Linked DNA regions of Sus scrofa: all the other regions are linked to region 2. A link is a contact called in public HiChIP or PLAC-seq data. All regions are on one chromosome and are shown on one strand. The core of a region is the stretch at or near the end of the contact, and the rest is flanking DNA. Distances in the headings are between cores, read along the strand shown. Region 1 holds the start of ARHGAP35 (rho GTPase-activating protein 35). Region 2 overlaps ARHGAP35 (rho GTPase-activating protein 35). Region 3 overlaps ARHGAP35 (rho GTPase-activating protein 35).

Region 1 (3,679 bases), core at 274-2,773, 100 kb before region 2:
AAGGATACTAGCCAGGTTCGTTCTCGCTGAGCCACAAAGGGAACTCCCTGGGCTGCTTTAAAACTTGGGTACATCTAACGCAACACTATAAATCAAGTACACTTCAACTAAAGAAAAAGGGCAGTGAGATGTAACCTCAAAAAAATGGAGTTCCCATCGTGGTGCAGTGGTTAATGAATCCAACTAGGAACCATGAGGTGGCGGATTCAATCCCTGGCCTTGCTCAGTGGGTTAAGGATCCGGCGTTGCTGTGAGCTGTGGTGTAGGTTGCAGACGGGGCTCGGATCCTGCGTTGCTGTGGCTCTGGCGTAGGCCGGGGGCTGCAGCTCTGATTCGACCCCTAGCCTGGGAACCTCCATATGCCGCGGGCGGGGCCCAAGAAATGGCAAAAAGACAAAAAACAACGAAAACAAAAAACAACGACTAGCATCCGTGAGGACAAAGGTTTTTATTTATCAACTTTTTAAATTTTTTTATTTTTATTTTTTGTCTTTTTGTCTTTTTAGGGCCACACCCACGGCATATGGAGGTTCCCAGGCTAGATAGGGGTCTAATGGGAGCTACTGCTGCTGGCCTACGCCACAGCCACAGCAACGCCAGATCTCAGCCATGTCTGTGACCTATAGCACAGCTCACGGCAACGCCGGATCCTTAACCCACTGAGCGAGGCCAGGGATCAAACACTCAACCTCATGGTTCCTAGTCGGATTCGTTTCCGCTGTGCCACGACAGAAACTCCATCAACGTTTTTAGAACAAGCCATGATTTTCTGTGCTTTACACATAGAACTCCTTAAATTCTCACAACAAACCTTACTAAAGAGATAAGATTATCATTCCACTTTTTACATGAAGAGACTAAGAAACGAAAAATGCAGTAAGAAGCATAGCGTTTCTTCATGCATTCCTTAAATATTGACTGAGCTCCCAGAACGCTCAACTTCCACGATCCGTACTTCCGGAGGGATCCCAGAGGAACCCCTCTTCAGTTCACAAGAACTCTGGGGTTATAGCAGTGCCCCTTCCCATCACTAATATTTCCCCTCCGGGCGCCCGAACTGACATTTGACTTGCAGTCATTTGCACAATGCTGACCTGGAGGACCAGGCCCTCGCCCCTCTCCAGGAAATCAGGGCTTCACAGAACCCACAGCAAGTCTTAATAACTCGCACATAACCTGCAGATTTTCCTCACTGCTTGGGAAAATAGCACGCGCTCCTCAGCACCGCCCTCTCTTCCGGAACGACGAAATGCAAGGTTCGGATTGGGCTAAGGCGGGCCACGCCTCCTCCTGTTCCCCAATCAATTCCCTCACTGGGTGCGCTCCCTCCTCCTCAGCTCCGTCCCACCGCCCCACGTTACGTCGCTCCCTCTTTCCTCCTCCGTTATCCCGGGGGCTGCGCTCGCGCGGCAAGCCCACCTCCCTTTGCCTCTCATTGGCTGCTCAGGTCCCGCGCGAGCGGGATCGCGCCCTTCGCCCCCGCCCCCAAAGCCGGGCCATGCCTCTCTCCCGTTTTCTCCAAGAGGCCGCGTGAGGAGGGCATCGGCTGCTTCTGGCGCGCGCAACGGTGCGCGCGCCCCCCGCGGACCACTCCCTTCGCCTCAGCGCGAGTAGACGCTGCGGCTGGCATCCCTTATCGCGCACGCGCAGTTGCCCACCCCGTTCCTTCTGCCTCGCGCTGCCTCGCGCCGCAGCCACCGCAGTAGCGGCATTTTCTTGGGGCGCACGCGCACTGCGCCCTGTGCGCCCGTTCCCTGGACCCGGCCGCTGCGGTAGCAGTGAGCCCCTCGGGCGCGTACGGGCTTTCACTTCTCCCCCACCCAGCGCGGGTTATTCCCTCGCGGCGCGCGCTCAGGGGCCGTTATCCCCCTGCAGAGGTCCCCGCACCACGCACGCGCAGTAGCGAGGGGGCACGCGCGCGGGAGCTGGGGCCGCAGGAAGGAGGTGCCGCTGCCGCCATTGCGAGGGAGGGAGGGAGCGAGCAAGCGAGGCTGGTCCGCCCTCCCCCTGGTTCCCGCCCCTCCCCCCTTCCCCTCCCCGCCCCCCGCCCCGAGGGAGAGCAGCGGAGCGGCGGGAGGAGGAGGTGGAGGAGGCGGAGGAGGGAGCCCGCGAGGGAGGGTCCGCCCGGCCCCCCGCCGCCGGAGCTGCCGCCGCCGCCGCCGCCGCCGCCGCTTCAGCCGCCGCTGGACGAGGAGCAACAGAACATGGCGCCGGGGCCGCCGTCGCCGCTCCCGGGAATCCGGAGGCCGGGGCCGCGCTGAGGACGTCCAGCTGGTGAGTGCGCGAGCTCGTGGGCCCCGGTGGCGAGGCCGGGCGCCGCCCCGTTGTGGGGTCCAGGGGAAGGCGGGGACCGCGGGGCCCGGAGCCCGCGAACAATGGAGGAGCCGGAGGGGGAGGGGAGGGAGCGGCCCCCCAGCCCCCCGGGCCCCGCCGCTTCGCGCTGTGGCCCGGCCCGCCGGGGCCCGCCTGCCCTTCGGACTTGCCCCTGCCCGCCTCAGCCCTGCTGTCGCCGCGTCTGCCCCCACCCTCCGACCCATTGGGATCTCTGTGTCTGCCTCGGCCTCCCCCTTCCCTCGGCCACTGCAGCCACTCCGCTCGCAATTCTGCGCCTCCCCTTTCCCTCTTCCTTCCCTCAGTAATGCCCCTCGCCCCTCCCGGACTCTGCAGTGCTCATGGGACCCACCTCCTCCGTGACCCTTCCGCATCCCTTAATTCTGGACCTTCACATTCTGGTTCGTGACCCTTCTGCCTTCTCCCGTTCCGCTCTCAGCACCCTGCCCCTGCCCCCTTCTTTGACCGGTCTGCTGTTACCCTCTCTTGCACCCCCTGGAGCTGTCCCTCTAGGAACTGCGGTTCCACCTCCTTGGAGATCCATCTGGGACCCCGTTTGTCTCGGCACTGCTGCCCCAGGTCTTCTCTTTGGACTTAATTCCATCTCCCTCTTGGGCCCTACTGTCTCCTCGCAAAATCTGTCCCACACCTCCCCCCCGGATACCCCTTTGGGCTCTCTGACCCCTGCCTCTCAGATGCACCTTGCCTGCCTCCTCCCTTAGTCAAAATGTGTCATTCACATCCTTTCCTCTCTTCCAGACTTTGCTGCCTCCCCTCTCTGCCCCTCGTTCAGTCTCAGATCTTGCTGTGCCCTCCAGCCTGCTTGCTTTCTGACTTTGCCTTCCGTGAAGCAGCCTCCTCCCCCTTCTCTGACCCTGCAGCTCTCATTTCTGCAATTCACTTCTCTGACCTTTCTCCCTAACTCAGCCTCTCTGCAGCCTCACGCCCTGCAGTCCTTTCTGCCCCGGTGTTGTCCTTGCCTGTTGCCTCTCCATCTCACCTCCTTATTGGCCCTCTTTTGAGCTGTTCCATTCAGTTGCCCCCTTTTCCTTTGACCTGTTTCCCCTTCAATTCTCTGCTTAAGACCTGCTTCCACCCTCTATCTCCAAGTCCTGTCCTCCACATTTTGGCTCTTCTTAGATTTGCCCTTTACCTTACTGAATTATTGGTAACTTCTCTCTGATCCATCACCCCCTCCCTTCCTGTTGTGCATCTCAGACCTGCCCCGATCCTTTTTGCCCCTGCTCTTTCATTTGTTCGCTTCTGCCTCATCCTCTCTATTTTCCTTCCAGCTCTACCCCTTTTGGAGCTGTCCACTTGTCTGCCTATTTTGGGGATCCATTTTAAC
Region 2 (3,755 bases), core at 813-3,312:
CCCAGGGTCATCAGCAGTCCCTGTGGGTTTCGGGCTCACTCTCACAGGGTCGTCTTACTTGCACGTGCCAGTTGCAGGTCCCTAGGCTACCCACACTCTGGCTTGGCCGCAAAGTCAGGGGGTTCCCACAGTCTCCCCCTAGCTTCAGTCATTTGCTAAGAATGACTCACAGAACTCAGGAAAATGCTATATATGTGACTCTTGAACAACAGAGGACTGCGTGGGTCCATTTATACGTGGATTTTTTTCAATAGTAAATACTCTAGTACTACCCGATCGGTGGTTAGTTGAATGTGCAGATGCAGGACCACAGATGTGGAGGGATCACAGATAAGGAGAGTCCACTATAAGGTATAGGCGGGTCTTCAACTTTGTTAGGGTTCAGCACCCTAACCCCTACGTTGTTTAGGGTTCAGCTATGCTCGCTATTACAGTTTATTGTAAAGGACACAGCTCTGGAACAGCCAGATGGAAGAGAGCTTAGGGCAAAATGTGGGTAAGGGATTCAGAGCTTCCATGCTCTCTCTGGGAGTTTCCATTCTTCCTCCCAGCACCTCAGTGTGTTCACCAACCTGAAAGCTCTCCAGAGGTTTAGGGATTGTTTAGGGGTTTTATAGAGGTTTAGTCACGTAGCCACGATGGATTAAATCATTGACCGTTAGCAACTGAATTCACTCTAGCATCTCTACCCTTCCTGGAGGTGGGGGTGTGGGGCTGAAAGCTCTGACTCTATTCAAGGCTTGCTCTTTGTGGTGACTAGCCTCCACCCTGAAGCTATCTAGGGGCCCCCAAGAGTTACCTTACTATCATAAACTGGTATCTTTGGAAGGGGCTAGCTGTGGATAACAAAAGACACTCCTGCCACTCAGGAAATTCCAAGGGTTTTAGGAGCTCTGTACCAGGAACTGGGGACAACGATCAAATATATATTTCCTATTATATCACACTGCCCCTGCCCTCCTCACAGAGTTCCTATGTTTAAGACCTTGCCAGTGGGCTTCCTCTGCCCCTCTGTGAACACCTAAGGCTAAAGAGGCCACCGTCCTTTGAGGCTGGAAAGGAATATCAGGAAGAGCCCAGACGTGGGCCAGGATGTTTGTCATCAGTGTGAGGACTCTCGTGCAGAGCTCTTTCTTCCTAGAGCACCGTACACACTTCGTCGACTCTCCCGTGACTTAGAGGACAGTGTTAACCTCAGAGTAGCACTAATCCCTTTTTAGAAGAGAGGAAACAAATCCCAGAGTCCCAGGCAGAGGCTATTCACAGCCATCAGAATGGAAAGGACCCTTGTTCCAGCCCTTTCTTCTGTGTTTGGGGCTGGTGAAGCTGTGAGCTTTATAGCATCAGATTAAACAGATTTAGAATTTTACCAAGTTTCTTCCCACTTGGGTAACTGATGCCTTAAAAAGGCTCCATTTTCTGTCCACATTTATCATAACCACTTTCTAGAGCTGTCCTGAAAGAGAATTGGTGGGACTGGAGCAGTTAAATCTAGTCAGTTATTTCCCTGCAGTCAGCCTAGATCTCTGTAATTCTGTCTTTCAGAGAAGGCAGCTAATTTCAGTATAGATACTCCCATCTATCACTGTAACAATTTAATATAAAGGTGCAGTTACAGCTTGAATACACCAACAGGCTTTATGTGAGTAATTGCTGTATTTATATAGCTTTGAAGTAATGATAAAGTGCTAAAATATGAGGTATGTGGTTTCATTTCATATGCTGTGATTTTTATGGGGGTTCTGTGTTACTTAATCTCTCCCTCCCCCTTTAATTCTAGGTTTGTTAGCCATTTGCTTTCTCATTACCCAAATCGTTTTCAAACAAAGCTTTCTCCACTTTTTTTTGACTACCTCCCATGTGCCATTTCTTGCCACCCTCCTGGTTTCTGCTTGCTTATAAACAAGTCACTTACATTCCAAAAATGCCTTCTTGCCATAAAAGCAGGCAGGCAGCTCCACTTTTGCCTCTTCCAGACAAGCAGAGTTCATGTGGCTTGTGACTCGGCATTGCTAGCGGATTTCCTCAGGACCCAGTGCCCTGATCAGAACAGCATGCCCTGGCAAGCTGCCTGGAGAACCCAGCAGCCAAAGAGAAGTAAAGCCTATTTCACAGAGTAATCCTGCCCTTCCATCCAAGACAGAAAATGTCTGGGTGGAAGCTGAAATCCTGAAACATTTCCAACAGGCCTGCCTTGCCCAGTGGTTCCAGTTGCGCTTTTCCTCTCCTTGCAGAGAGCTCTGACTTAGCCAGCGCAGAGAGGAGGGCACTGTGTCTGCCCCACTGGGCAGTGGGGCAGGCTCTCCTCTAAGAGCAGCCCCTACTCTCGACGGAGGGCCCTCACCCTTGCTTTCTTGCTCCCTCTTATGTGGTGTGGGGGGTGGGTTCTGCCCAGCTTCTGGGAAAGGGTGCAGCCCTCTTGTGGGGGATCCCAGCCAAGGCTCCATAAAGTGAGCGGCCCAGATCGGGAGATGGTACATAGAACAGCAGATGACTTATTACCCTGGTGAGATCTTGAAGTCACTGAGTCCCTGTAACTTCTCTAGGGAGTAGCAGAGGCAGGAAAACCAGTCCATATAAGAAGGTAGGGGAGTTCCCATCATGGCTCAGCAGAAACGAATCTGACTAGTATCCATGAGGACCCTGGGGGTTTTTTTTGGTTTTTTTTTGTTTGTTTGTTTGTTTTTTTGCCATTTCTTGGGCTGCTCCCACGGCATATGGAGGTTTCCAGGCTAGGGGTCTAATCGGAGCTGTAGCTGTCAGCCTACACCAGAGCCACAGCAACGCAGGATCCAAGCCATGTCTGTGACCCACACCACAGCTCATGGCAACGCCGGATCCTCAACCCACTGAGCAAGGGCAGGGATCGAACCCGCAACCTCATGGTTCCAAGTCGGATTCGTTAACCACTGCACCATGACGGAAACTCCAGGACCCTGGTTTGATCCCTAGCCCTGCTCAGTGGGTTGGGGATCTGGCATTGCTGTGGGTGGTGGTGTGGGTCGCAGACACAGCTCAGATCCCGCGTTGCTGTGGCTGTGGTGGAGCAGCTGTAGCTCTGATTTGACCCCTAGCCTGGGAACCTCCATGTGCCACAGGTGCAGCCCTAAAAAGACCAAAAAAAGAAAGAAAGAAAAGAGAACATGCCTGTTCTCTACTAGGGGGACCGACATTCAGCAACTAATCACACAGCTGTACAAGCGACTTTCAGGTTCTGCCCAGTGCTATCTGGGGAAAGTGTGGAGGTGGTGGAATGCAGTGGTTAAGCACAGGCTCTGAAGTCCCTACGGGATAGTCGTAAAGTTAGTGTACAGCTCCTAGGGCTGTCGTGAGGGCCGCTGAGACAGTGCGTGTAAAATGCTTATCATTGCACCAGGCCCACAGTAGGAGCATTGTGTAAATGCAAGCAGTTTTTATTGTCATAACAGACTTAATTTAGATCTCTGGGGGTCAGTGGAGACCTGAGAAAGCAAAAAATATAGAAGGAACAGGAAGTTCCCTTGTGGCCCAGCAGATTAAGGAATGCAGTGTTGCCACAGCTGTGGCACAGGTCACAACTGCGACACGAGTTCGATCCCTGACCTGGGAACTTCCACATCCTGGTCCCCAGGCCACATGTGGACAGTTCTCCGTTTTATCCTAGATGCAGAGTGCAGGGATTGTGGGCTGGTGGGAACCGCAGTCAAGTTTTCTGCCAGAGCAGTAGAGGCTTCTTAACCTGTATTCTTTCTTAGTGAGGCCAGGAGAGGAAGGAC
Region 3 (3,801 bases), core at 975-3,474, 69 kb before region 2:
GGCCTGGGATCGAACCTGCAACCTCATGGTTCCCAGTCGGATTCGTTAACCACTGCGCCACGATGGGAACTCCGAGAAAATCCATTTTATTTTAAACATGTCAAGTCACGAATCCATCACCTCTAGAAGATAGAGATAAACACTTCAATTTAGCAGATTTTCAAAAATGATTAATTGAGCCTAGGGTGTAATTTCGTGCTGACACCAGGCTCCTCTCCTTCCCATGTTCTGTAGTGTGATTGTTTATTTTTCATCTCTCTCAGAGCTCTGCTTTTAACTTTGATTTGAAACAAGGCAAGTATGTAAGTAAATGTGGAGTCTAGAAAATGAAAAGGAGAAATACAAAAAAGTATTGATTCTGCTAGTGTGACTCCTAAATAAGTTCTTTAGTCTATGAATTCAAATTGTTGCCCATTTAAATTTGCTGAATTTAGAAGTTGTTCTGTTTTGTTTCTGTGTGATTGACCATTGTTCTTATCTTCAGTACAGGTGAAATTTTTTTTTTTTATAATTTTTTTTTTATTTTCCCACTGTACAGCAAGGGGGTCAGGTTATCCTTACATGTATACATTACAATTACATTTTTCCCCCATGAATTTTAACTTTAAATAAAACCATCCATTCTTTTAAAAAGGTTTATACATGTGGCATAACTTTTATTACTTGAAGTAGTCTGTTTTAGCACTGGCAATTTGTAGAATAATGCAACTGAGTAGTGAGAAATACTTAGAAATAATGGGCTGAAATCTCCATGTCATCTTAGACCGCCACCAAGGGAATAGAATAGTGAGGCTTACTGTTGGACTTGAAAATAAGCCAGCCCATTTTTCTCATTGACAGAAATGCCGGTTTCTTTCTCTATAAGACACATTTGGCTGGAGAGTGCCCCCACTTCTGTATATTCAGAGAAATTTTTTTTTTTGGAGAATGTTCTTTCAAAAAGAACTTTTTTTCCTACTGAGTTAAAAAAAAAATCGAATAGATCAAAGTGCTCAGAAGCAATTGCTGAAATAATTTTATGGGTTTTCTTTACCATTTCAAAAATAAATATAGGGGAGTTCCTGTTGTGGCACAGCAGAAACAAACTCGACTAGGAACCACGAGGTTCCATCCTTGGCCCTGCTCAGTGGGTTAAGGATGGAGCATTGCAGTGAACTATGATGTAGGTCGTGGATGCTGCTTGGATCCTACATGGCTGTGGCTGTGGCATAGGCCAGCAGCTGCAGCTCCAGTTCAGCCCCTAGTGTGGGAACCTCCATATGCCTCAGGTGTGGCCCTAAAAAGCAAAAAAGTAAAAAAATAAAAATAAATGTAGACTTGGCCTGAATACCAGGAAATTCAAAGGCAAAACTTAGCTGTGTTTTTGTATTTTGGGTTTGGTAGGAATCTCATCTCACTGTATTTTAACGGTAGATAGGCTGTGATACCAAGGAGGTGTATTCGAGTAACTTTAGTTTCCAGCTGGCCTTGGTGTTGGATTTCCTTTGGTGTGGAATATTTTGGAGGTTCTCAGAAATCCTGTGGTGGTGGTGGTGGTGTTCTTAATATAGGTAACTCAGAGAAACTGTCCTGCATCAGTGAAGAAAGATTTCTCAGCCTTTGGTTTTATCTTTCTTTGTGGTTGCTTTGATCCGAGAGGCTGATCAGAACTCAGGAGCACCTGAGCGCTACAGAGGATAACATTTAAGGAAGTGCTTTTGCTGAAAGCAACTCCCTTCATTCATCAGGGAAATTTGATTTCATCCTGTGAATAACTTGGCTTTGGAATTTTGTTTCGTTGGGACTGGCTTGTAGAATTCTGCCTGAGAACTGCGTCAGGGTGAAGTATGGGCTATTTGCTTTATTCTGTGTGTGCTGGCTGGGACTGTGTTTTCCTACCCTGGAAATTCAGAGGTACCTTTACCAGGGGGTGGGGCTGAGGGATCAGGAGGAGAATTAAGGGACATTTGTAAAAATTATAAATGTAATGTCAGAGAATCTTCCGTAGCTGTTCTTTAAAAAAATTAACTTTAGGCCAGATTATTTTCAAAACAGACATCTGAGTTATCAGTCCTTGAAAACTGTTTTTGCTCCCTTTGTGTTTTCATCATTAGACTCTCTGGAAAGTGCTGTCCATTGAGTTTGCATAGGGTATAGTAAGAGCTGAATGCACACACATAGCCAGTGTCCAAGAATAGCGCATCTGTTGTATGAGATTACATGTTTCAAAACCAGATGGCTAAACACTTAAATCAGTCTTTCCAAAGATCCTGATGACCCATTTCAAAGATTTCCTGTACCCAGAGCCTTGGATGAGTGAGATTCTGTGACTGTGAGGAAATCCTCCCTCATATACTAAACAGGGGTGGGTGGGTGTGGCCCCTGTTAGTGGGAGCAACTCCCAGTACTATTCTGGGCAAATACTTGCTATTTGCTTCCTTCGTAAATCCATCGCTTTCTGCCCCTTCCCCTCCATATTATTTTAGTCTGTATTGGACTGAACGGTAAAAACACAATTGCCGTATTCAAATGGTGTTTTCTTTCATGTAAGATAATCAGCTCTTAGACTGTGTGAATTTGTTGGGTAGGGAGTTAAGGTAGCAGTGTTACCCACCATAAATAACACTGGTGGAATAAAAGAGTATTTCCATATTAGATTCTCACAGGTAAAAGTTCAGTCTGTTCATGGTCTGAGCCCTGATGCCCTTCTTGTCTTATGCTGCTCATGCATGAAAATTCTGTGCCAGTCAGTCTGTCCCAAAACATATCTGGTGCCTTTTCATTTTGGTCGCCACCAGTCATACCTTTTCATGTCTTTAGAGTTCCTGGGCCATCTCGTCAAGCCCTGCCAGTTTTATGTACTAATTTAAACTTAATTACATCTGCTCTGACACTGTTCCTACCCTACCCCAGGTCTGAATGATCTCTTCCTTTCTCTGGATCCCAAGAAATGGTCTATGCCATTTATTGAGTGTGGTCTAGTTGCTTTTTAATTAAAAATACTGTATCTCAGCATTCTCAGTGTAGCACAGTGGGTTAAGAATCAGACTGCAGCAGCCCAGGAAGTGTGGGTTCTATCTCAGCCCAGCACAGCAGGTAAAAAGATCTGGCGTTGCCACAGTTTCTGCATAGGTTGCAGCTCTGGCTTGAATTCAGTCTCTAGCCTGGGAACTTGTATATGCCGCAGGTGTGGCCATAAAACGAAAAGAAAAAATTGTATCTCAAATTATTAGATTCACACCAGCAAGGAAAGTGCTCCATTTTTTCTTTCTTTTATCACATCTCAGAGGTAAATATGTGTTTGATTTGGTTGTGGACATCTCAGTTCTCAATTCTAAGGATTAGAGACAAGGGAAATGCAAAAATGGTTAACTTCTCCAAAATATTATGAAGGAAGGACAATTTAGCTGTTCTGTAACTGGGGCTATCGAAGTGTTTACCTTTCCTTTTATTTATTGTTAGAGGCCGTGTTGTGCTTGTTGAGTTTGTTGTAGTCATTTCAAAAGATACTTCTCGTGGTAAAGAGATGAGCAGAAAAAGAAAAAGGGCATTTCTTCATGTTTCAACAAATCACACAGAGGAAATGAAGACTCCCCCTGTATCATAAAGATGGTAATTCCTATTTATAGCTAAATACTCTGACACATTGTGCGCATCACTAACTTTAAGGTTCTGTAAATTTATCTGGATTTCACAGGTGAATGGATTGGATAAATGAGGACCTTGGACTCCATTTCCAATGATTATTTAATTTCTTTTTGTAAAGGGAAAAACCAACAAAAACCTTAAGAAAATCTACTTTAACATTTAACATGAAAATGA

What was found. HiChIP or PLAC-seq counts read pairs in DNA pulled down with a chosen protein or histone mark.
Region 1: a contact with region 2 is called in an H3K27ac HiChIP or PLAC-seq map of alveolar macrophages. The contact joins the promoter of ARHGAP35 here to the enhancer-like site in region 2. A contact is called at or near these places in 4 of 5 promoter capture datasets (fetal liver, fetal skeletal muscle, liver and 1 more), 20 of 47 Hi-C or Micro-C datasets (adipose tissue, alveolar macrophages, blood and 11 more) and 2 of 2 datasets of contacts at active chromatin or transcription factors (alveolar macrophages and skeletal muscle).
Region 3: an H3K27ac HiChIP or PLAC-seq map of alveolar macrophages shows a contact between it and region 2. The contact joins two enhancer-like sites. A contact is called at or near these places in 4 of 47 Hi-C or Micro-C datasets (embryonic fibroblasts, fibroblasts and liver) and 2 of 2 datasets of contacts at active chromatin or transcription factors (alveolar macrophages and skeletal muscle).

What each region holds. Positions count from the first base shown.
Region 1 is chr6:52,709,940-52,713,618 of Sscrofa11.1, forward strand. ARHGAP35 (rho GTPase-activating protein 35) reads left to right here and starts at 1,524. Exons shown (of 7, transcript XM_021094622.1): 1 at 1,524-2,274.
Region 2 is chr6:52,812,994-52,816,748 of Sscrofa11.1, forward strand. The region is part of intron 3 of ARHGAP35 (rho GTPase-activating protein 35); the gene reads left to right. Among named protein-coding and RNA genes, the nearest start is that of NPAS1, 43 kb to the right of the region's middle. Within about 2 kb of position 2,063, at least 40 of the 83 cell types and tissues checked have an H3K27ac peak or open chromatin away from gene starts, as enhancers often do. A contact at or near this core is called in adipose tissue, alveolar macrophages, embryonic fibroblasts and 6 more, where this site is marked.
Region 3 is chr6:52,744,072-52,747,872 of Sscrofa11.1, forward strand. The region is part of intron 1 of ARHGAP35 (rho GTPase-activating protein 35); the gene reads left to right. Among named protein-coding and RNA genes, the nearest start is that of ARHGAP35, 35 kb to the left of the region's middle. Within about 2 kb of position 2,225, at least 3 of the 83 cell types and tissues checked have an H3K27ac peak or open chromatin away from gene starts, as enhancers often do. A contact at or near this core is called in alveolar macrophages, where this site is marked.